Linked DNA regions of Zea mays: region 2 is linked to region 1. A link is a contact called in public Hi-C data. All regions are on one chromosome and are shown on one strand. The core of a region is the stretch at or near the end of the contact, and the rest is flanking DNA. Distances in the headings are between cores, read along the strand shown. Region 1 holds the start of LOC103627072 (haloacid dehalogenase-like hydrolase family protein). Region 2 has its middle 22 kb from the start of LOC100273707.

The links. Hi-C and Micro-C count contacts between places; a contact is called where the count stands out from the background.
Region 2: a Hi-C map of ear shows a contact between it and region 1, with 8 times the contacts expected there. The contact joins the enhancer-like site here to the promoter of LOC103627072 in region 1. A contact is called at or near these places in 10 of 25 Hi-C or Micro-C datasets (bundle sheath, ear, leaf and 3 more).

Annotation. Positions count from the first base shown.
Region 1 is chr5:155,159,119-155,164,131 of Zm-B73-REFERENCE-NAM-5.0, forward strand. LOC103627072 (haloacid dehalogenase-like hydrolase family protein) reads right to left here and starts at 1,465. Exons shown (of 13, transcript XM_035959150.1): 1 at 909-1,465; 2 at 491-742; 3 at 307-402. The coding sequence starts at 1,241.
Region 2 is chr5:155,550,323-155,555,029 of Zm-B73-REFERENCE-NAM-5.0, forward strand. No RefSeq gene overlaps it. Among protein-coding and RNA genes, the nearest start is that of LOC100273707, 22 kb to the right of the region's middle. Within about 2 kb of position 2,234, at least 17 of the 20 cell types and tissues checked have an H3K27ac peak or open chromatin away from gene starts, as enhancers often do. A contact at or near this core is called in bundle sheath, ear, leaf and 2 more, where this site is marked.

The DNA.
Region 1 (5,013 bases), core at 215-2,714:
GACCTTTAGTCTCTATTTTTGCAGGCAGCTTTTAAATATCAGATACTGCTCCATTAAAACAGTGCTCTATGGTTTTTATGCCTTTGATACAAATTTTCTTAATGTTGTATGCTCCTATTGTGAAGGTTCAGAGTGCAGAGTGAACTGAACATCCTATTTGCGTATTATGGAGGTACAAAGTGCAGCAAAGATGAAAATGACTATATTGATAAATCTGACAACATCCACACGACTATTGATCCATTTATGCAACTGGAAAAGTTGCAGTTAAACATTATTAGGAAATAAAGAGAGGAACAAACCAACCATGAGGATTCTTATCTCATCAACAAGTGTGTGTCCCCTTTCTTCTGCTTGCCGTCGAGCTGTGTCAACAGAAATTACTATGTCACCCAACTGCAGCTGTCAAAGCAAAACAAAACATATATATAACAAAAAGGGTCAAAAGAAGCATCCAAAATAAATAGACTCATTTGGTAGGATGTCATACAATGGGAATATCAAGCTCTGGGATATGCTGAGACATTGACAGAACATCAGTAGCATGATCCTCATCCCTCCATTCTTTGTTGAGCTTCCTGATGAAATCATCATCACAAAGCAACACAGAGACCTCAATGCTAGCATACTTGTCCACATTGCATATAGAAGGATCTCTGGTCATGTAATCCGAGCCTTCAAGGTCGTTGAGGGCCAGCTTCACTGCCTTCCCAACATCCGTCCGAAGAGTTTCTGCAATGCTCTGCAAAGCGATTTGCAGTGAGATGGATAGATATATGATGCCAATTTAACATTACGTACAAAGGGAGATATCACAAAGTGGCTTCAAATGCGTGCTCAATTTATTTTGAGAAAAAAACCTGCACCATCAGATCAAAACTGCGAAACTAGGGCCCAGAAGCTATTACCAGGATTCCAGGGTCGTCGGGAAGGGCCTCCTCTATGCCAATTTGCACGCGGAGCTCGCCAGGGCCCTTCCGCGTCGGACTCCTGGCTCTCTTGCGCCTCAGCAACATCGGCGGCCGCGTCGAGCGCCCTCGCCTCCCGAAGGTCGACGAGGCGTATTGACGCGACGCGGCTACGATGATGGGAAGCAGAGTACGGCCATGGGGAGGAGGAGCAGGCGGCGGCAACCGGAGAGGGAGAAGCAGCCGCGGGGTGGAGCGGACGCTGGAGGTGGCAGAAGCGAGGATTTGGTGAGATGCAAGCGTGCGAGAGAGGAGCTGATGGAGGCGCACCATCGAGAGCAGCAGCAGATTGGCGTGGTGCGGGCGACTGCGCGAGGTTCTAGAAATTTTGGCTGAGGATGATTGGCTGCGGAGCGAGGAGCTCGACGAGGAACAAAATGGGAAGATAGGTTTAACCGAGATTTTTGTGATTATAGAACATTGCTTCGTCAGAACAGATTGAGAGGCGACGGCTTCGACAGAATAGACAGAAGACACGTCTGAATCCGTCGGACTGTGTAAGCTCTCGTCATCTCGTGCCTTCATTTTCGAATAAGTGAATGTCCGTGCGTTGCGACGGGAGTAAAAAAAATGTATGAAATATATAAATGGAACGACAAATATCGCTATAATATGTAAAATCCATGTGGTAAACATTATCAATATTACACAAATTATTTCTAAAGAGTCAATTTAGAATTTTGTAATAACACACAAATATGTCGACAATCATACACTAATCTAATCCTTTTTACCACGACGTAGCGACGACAAGCACGACAGGGAGAAGATCATTATGCGGGCGAACTCGATACGGAGCAATGTACGAAGAAGAAACGACACTCGGTGCAGCTTCGGACGTCAGACGCACACAGCTCGAGTACGCAACAGTTAGTGATGACGACGAACTTGGACGATGGCAACGACTTTCCAACGTCGCAAATAGAGGGCGCGACTTTCGGCATTGCGAACAGAAATCACCCTCACTTTCCCTCCGGCAGCACCCCTATCCAACATCCTATATTTAATCATATCCTAAGTCACCCTCACTTTCCCTCAAATATGGTGTCGAGAAACTGTTGGAGGAAACATTTAGGAAGGGATTTTTTTGTCAGGATGCACCTATACAGTGACATAGGGGAATTAAGTTTACATTAACAGAATTAATCAAACTTACTTTGTTAAAAACAAAATTATAAAGAAGGAACAACTCTCCAGATATATTATACCTGTCATCACTAAACAGATCAAAGCACAAAGAATGCAAGTAATGTCTCTTGGTCACTTCACGAATTCAAATCATACCTTTTATTTCTGGAAAACAAAAATACGAACAGATCATGTCTATTGGTTATATCAATTCAGCAAGAAGTATGAACAGGGCCAGGAAAGCATTCAACGTTGCCAATTAAAGATTCATGGTTACGTGTACCCTAACGTTCAGCAAGAAGTGCAAGCTGCATTTCTTTCTTCTGTGATGATGGTGCATATCTAAACAGACTCTCTGGTCTCCTAGTCCCTTTAAGCATGTAATCAGTCTTCATGAATCAGGTGGCCTTACTAATCTCACACCATATACATCGTGAAGCTTCCACTGGCATCTGTAGAATGTAAGGGAAGCTCAATCTGAAATTAAAAGTACATGTAATTGAGCTTCTATTGCCAAGCATCGGACACAAGTTTTTTTTCCCCGAAAAGGCGGCAAGAGAGTTTCCACAATTCATTAATAAGAGGGAGAAGCATGCAAGCAAAGGAAGATACGTGTAGAAGGAATATTGCAAAAGAAGGGAAAAGAAACAATCAACGAGGAAATTTTGGTTGGACTTCTTTAATTCTAAAGTAGCCTAGTGTATGCATTATTAAAAGTAAACTCCCTATGTAATTGTTATAAATCAATAAATGGCTCACCCAAAACTGTATAGTTCAATAAAGCCTAGTATATGTTTGCATACTTAGACAAATAATCCTGGTACAAGATCTCATCAGTTGAAAGGAACAGTCACACACCATGTCCCAACCATCACTATAGCTGAAAAGATAAAATTCTCAGAACACCAGGTTTACCCATAAACAGAAACTTAGAACAAAAGGCCCAAATAAAACCTTGAAAAGCAACACATTAACCACCGAGAAGTCAATAGCCACTTTGGAGATTTGGAACAAGCACAACCAAACTCAAGAAAAGTGTGGTCCTTCTACACATCCACAACATCAAATTGTCAACAAATAGCAATGAAATACTGCAGAGGTTTCAAAAGCAGATTACAAGATAAGTGAGCATCAACCTACAAGGTCATCATCAAAAAAGATGGACAGCTAGTAGGAATGTTTCAGTCTGGTGTGCCATGGAGTATTTCATATTCGAGCCTGTTGAAGACCAGAGTTTTCAACAGTGTAGCCCAATCCTTTTTATTCTGGCCCTTCATGAATATCTCTCTCTCCTATAGCCGTTATAATATTTGGCAGCATGTTCTTTATTATCATGACCATTGCGACGTTTATATACTTCAAATTGGAGAACTACAGAGACAAAGATAAGGGGTGGGTTAATTAACAGTACTGCAACTGCAAGACTACCACACCAATAAAGTTTACTTCGCATCTGAGACAACTGCAACTTGAAATAAAAAGACGAAATAATATCACATTTTCCTGACAGGTTTAAAAAGACGAAATAATATCACAACTGCAACTGAGCTTTTTTCCAGCCCTAGGTGTGGCTGATGGTAATTTTTCTTTAAAAATCATCATGTGATGTTGGTACTGCTCCCAAATTCTAGTATAATGAATACTTCATCTATCAGCATCTCATACATATTTAAGTTATTATAGACGATAAAAGGAGAGGTTGTAATTAAATTACCTCAGTCATAAAATGGTGCATTCCAAGCTGCTATCTGAGGAGGGCTGGGAAATATTGGGATCACAAAGAATAGTTACCTGCTTCCATCAAATAGATTCATTTTTGTGTATATGTGAGGGACGGATTTTCATGGGATGTCTTCTTGTTCCGTAAAAAGAATTTGTAGCCATGTCAAAAGGAACCTAAGCACCAAAAGTAATCAGACCATATGGTATACTGCATGTTCTGAATTGAGATGGCCATAGACTTACGAAAGTGCAAACAAATGCTAGTTGAACTTTGGCAGCTGCACCTTTGATTCTAAGTGCGCACACAGCCCCTAGATCTGCGGAATCAATATGATAAAATACATTGATATATAATGTCTCACAGTCTAGCATAGGTAGGAATAATTGTATAAAGCAACTGCGACCATTAAACAAAGATGGGATGGACAGTAATACATGTAGCAGAGACCATCCCTTTCATCAGTTCCACGCTATCAGGCTTGTCATGCGCTTCCTTGGTCCATGCGTTAATCCTGCAAAAGTAGAAGTCCACTTATTCATAACTCATAAGAGAGATGAACTGGATGGAATCATTGGTAAGGAATACATGATATTTGAGGATCACCTTTCATCAAATGCTTAAACCAGATCTTCAACTCAGATTTAAATTTGGATCGAAGCAATACATATCAACTACCTGTTATATCTGGAAGTCAACCCAACACTCCTAATCACAACCAAAATATATAAGCTATCATATTTTGGGGTGCAATTTGAAAAACTATGTTCCTATAGAAAACAAAATTGTCTACATCTAAGCAAAAACAATTCACAACAGTAAAACATGATTTATAAGTTTGGGGAATGGAAGAACTTCACTTCTTTCAAATAGAGAGCGGAAGATACTAAATGGAAACTAAAATTCTAAAAAGATGTATACATGTAAACTTTTTGGACACCACACGACAAAACAATTTGTGGTTGCAGATTATCATGTATTCCACTTCTTAATAAACAACAACTTTTTAAGGGAAGCGCACAGAAGTTATGAATCAAATACTGAAATAGATACCAGTGAATTAATCCCATGAAAGGAACATCAAATACACATTAAGATGTACAGATGGAGCAAACATTAACCTGGTCATAATGTCATTTCAGCTTGCAGTGTAGCCAATTTATCGTCTTTAGCTGTAGCTTTCTGTGAAGCAGGGCG
Region 2 (4,707 bases), core at 984-3,483, 390 kb after region 1:
GACTATTGTGTGTATATATGTATGCATGTTTTAAATATAAACCCTGTTCTGGAGACATCCCATTCGAGGAGGGATCCAGAACAGGGTTTATATTTTAAAAATAATAATAATAATAATGTCGGCCAAGCCGACGTTCTTAAGTCCACAACATCTAAGAACATCGATGAATCGACGTTCTTCAAGCCATGTGGCAATGCCAGTGGTTGGCCTGGTGGCCATTTAAGAATGTCGGTCTTAATGGCTAACGTACTTAATGCCACGTGGCTCACCCATGGATCCCCGGTTAGGTGCCATGTGGCTCGTAGTTAAGAACGTTGTCCCCTTTGTACCGACGTTTTTATATGTTTAAGTATGTCAGGTTTTGCCTTGTCGACGTTATTGACTTAAGAACGTTGGCCCCGACATTCTTAGTTGTTTAAGGACATCAAATATTGTACATCGGCAAGCCGATGTTCTTAATCTAAGAATGTCGGTTCCCAGCCTCGACGTTTTTTCCTGGTTTTCCTGTAGTGGTGGGGGCATGATCCAATCTAATGCCCTTCTTTTTCTTATTGCTTCTCTTTGATTTTTATTTGTTGAAGCACACTGGGTCATTGTTAGAGCATTTATCATGAGCCATAATTGTCTTACCTTGAATTTTGCTCATGTATTTTTCTTGTTTCTTGTTTGCTCTAGGAACTTGTTTTTGCTTTTGACATGTCTCTTGACTCCACCAACTCCTTGACCGATCAAGGTGTGGGTGGCTGGCCACGTGGCACTCCCGAAGCCCCACCCATTGATCAGGGTCATCGCAGGGCATCTAGGACACTGGTGTGTTGGGACACCGGTAGGGTGGGGCCTCTCGGAGCTAAGGTGCACTAGGCCCCCATGCCTGCTCGGTGGTCGGTGGAGCGGTTGCCTGAAGGAGTCCACCTGGAGATCCGAAGACCATCCAAGGCGGTCTGAGGCCAGTAGTGGGGCCTCGGGAACATATGTAACCGTCGGGCGAAGAAGACCCCGGGGTCTGTATCCCTCCTAATGGTTTCCAGGGCCTCCAGCGGGAACCTCGAAACAAGTGGTAGCATCGAACCACACCAAAGGTAGGGGCAGGCTAGGCCCATGGTGCAACCAGACCCCGCCAACAGGATAGTGAGGGTTGTTGCAGAAGGAAGCCTCATGCAAGCTTACGTGGCAGGGGCCCTTTTGCGTTGCAGAGTTCTTGGCCATGTACTCTCGTTATCTCTTTAGAGGAGTCTTGTCGACCCGACCCGCCTCGAAGGCAAGACCCGTAGCCTGCCCTCTTCGTGTAGGGCTAGTTTTACTGTAGCGTCTCGGGCAATCATACCCAGAATGCTGACATGGGCTAGAGTAGTTTCCAGGCCCTGGGCCCTGGTCCGGTGGACAATGGTCTCTATATAGTGGGCCTAGAAGTTTGTCTCCTGCGTCAATATCTTTAACCTGAATTGTCGACAAAAAACAACAACGACAGATACCCATGCCCTCCTCCACCGTAACAGCATATTCAACGGAAACAATACTATGCTCTTTTTTTAAGGCAAAGTACTATATATTCATTTCGTTGTTATACAAACTAATTCTTAAAATCATCTTAAACCAAACTTATAAGGTCGAATAAATCCATAAAAGAGCGTGATTATTTATTATGTCAAATTAGAATCATAAACATGGTTGATTTTTTTATAATTCATTTATTTGGTTTGGTATCATTATAATTGCCTTTACAAATCTCGTTAAACATAAGATAACCCTGGAAACAAAAAAGTTAACTTAAGATGGATCTAATTCAGAAAATATTGTTGTCGGAAGTTTATACGTTTCCAGCTTCCTACAAAAGTTGTTGCACTGTTCGAAGCAGATTCACAGTGTCTGATCAACTGCTGGCTTGCCTTTTTTTATTTTCTTTTGAGAAAATTCTGATCAACTGCTGGTACCTGGACGTGTGTGTGTGTGTATATATATATATATATATATATATATATATATATATATATATATATATATATATATATATATATATATATATATATATATATATATATATATATATATATATATATATATATATATATATATATATATATATATATATATATATATATATATATATATATATATATATATATATGTTCATAACATAAGGTCGGAGGCGGGCTGTGCCGACACGTATGGGCTTGGGCCAGATGGGTATAGATTCGGCCCGCAGAACGGGGGGGCAGGCGGCGCAACGGGTTTCCCGCCGTGACCCGTCCGTCCCCCTGACGTGACGAGTCGAAGCGAGAGTCAAAGTGCTGAAGCACTGCACAGCAGCGCAACAGTGTGCGTGCTGTGTGTACACACGGGACAAGTCTCTGCGTCGTCTGCGTCACTGACAAGGAGGAGTATATTTGCTTGCAACAGCTACGTGACGAGCGAGGCGAGGTCAGGTATGCAGTGTGCTCCTGTCTGTCTCAGCCGCTAGCTAAGCTAGCAGCAGCCAGCAGCAACAGCTAAAAACCAGACCTGGCATGGGATTGTGCCGTCTGAAATCGATTCAGACGCCCCTGTGGGCTGTGGCCTGCCTGTCCCAGCTCAAAAGGGAAGAGGCCTCAGCCCCTCTTTTCTCTGCTGCAACTGCAAGCTGCGCTGCATGGTTCTGTATCCCGAGTGTGTGATGCTGATGCATGCAAGCGTGTAGTCAACATCCCTGGCTATGGCTTGCAGTTGCAGTCGTTTTATACCATGCATACTACCAGCAGCCTGTAGAATAGACCAACTACTCAAATACTTGTAGTGTCATGACTCATGAGAGGGTTTGCAATGGCATCTCTTGTCGCATTTTGTTAGCAGATGTTATATATGGGATAGGACAAGCAGAAGGGGCAGGTGAGATGACGACGTTCCAATTTCCAGTTCCATTGTTGTACATACCATTACCATTGGGGTACTGTGTGGTTCGCAAGAGGCCAGCCTAGGCACTCTTCTGTGTGCGACGATGTGTCCATCTCGAAACAACTGACGTCCGCCTCGCCGTCCCCCTCATCAGTCATCACCATCACCGCCCCTGCAGTACCTGAGGTTTGGACGCATGCACGCATGCACGGACACTGCCGCCATGCCCTGCAGCCTCTGCCATGAACTGTCAGCTCATCGCCGGGACGCAATACAATGCCCACAGCATGGACAAACTTGGTTTATGGCTGACGCTTTGGATCATTTGGCACCACAACAGCCAAGAACGAACACGGTTAGATTGATCTCATCCGAATCACCAAACTGAACTTCTCGTGTCTTAATCAAGAATGCAACAATCATCTTGGTTGTGGCTCTTATTTTTTTGCACCGTGTAAAACAAAAAAGGAAATAAGACCAATACGCGTCACTACCGGAAATCCGGCTCTTTACTGAGTGCTCGACGTTTTGCCGAGTGCATTTTGTCGGACACTCGACGAAATAACACTCTTGGCAACGACCACATTTACCGAGCATAAGACACTCGGCAAAGACAGACACTCAGCAACGACGACCACATTTACTGAGTGTCTGTCTTTGCCGAGTGTCAAACCCTCGGCGAACGACGACGCTTGACAAATAGCTGTCATCAACCGTCTATAGCTAACAACCGTTAACTTTGCCGAGCGTCAGACGTTATCACTCGGCAAAGAAGCTATTTTGTTGAGTGTCAGCAAACCATCATTTTGCGAGTGTCTTCTTTGACATACGACAAAGTATATTTTTTTCAAACAAATTTTTTGTGGTTTGTTTCTACACTATATAGATCTACATGTTCGATTTTGGCATAATTATAAAAATGTTTGCTATAACTATTAGATTTTGTCCGTTTAATTGAATTTTCTCAAATAATTCAGATTTGAATTGCAAGTCACTCGAAACATGAAAAACCGAGAATGCAAAATGATATTCATGTTATTCAAAAGTTGATTGAAATTTTCGAGCACCATGCTCACGAAACAAGATTCATTGGTAGCTCTTTACCCTGTGAAGAGTACAGACCTAATGAGACTCGATCTACTCTAGCGTGGTTAGTGAGGGAAAGTTTTGGCCACTGTGTTCCCAAAGCCACAGCCATCATACAATGACTACGACGTCGTGGACCGCTAGATTCATCCCTTCCCATAGCGACCTCTTCCAATGACTAGGGACTACGGTTATGGGCTAAGAGCAACTCTAACAGTTTGGGATAATTTGTTTGGCAAATTTTGGATTTTAGCAACTCCCGGAATGTTATGGTAAAAGAAAAAAAATACCCACCTCCAACAGTTTCTTATAATTTGACTTGGCAAAACTAAAATAGGCCCACGCTCCTATCTTTCCGCGATCCTCTGCCTATCCTCGCGCCAGACTGTTTTTGCCACGACTGTAGCCGTCGCGCTCGCGCCAATGTCCACCGCCGCGATTGGGCGCGATTGCCGCCGGCAGTCACCGTTCCTAGAAGGAGCAGTGGGCGCTGGCGCTACGAGCATCAATCTGTAATTGGTTTCAAATCACTTTTGCAAATCTGTCGGCGCCAGACTGTTTTTTTGCTTCCTGTAATTGTTGCGTTCATCAATCTGTTGCTGATGGCCGGGATAAATTGTCTGATCTTGCACAATTTTCATTCCTAGGAATCGACATCATGATTGGTTTCAAATCACTTTTGCAAATGGAACTGGACGACGATTCATCTTGCAATGACGATGATTATTTCATCATCGCAGCTACTGGAATTGT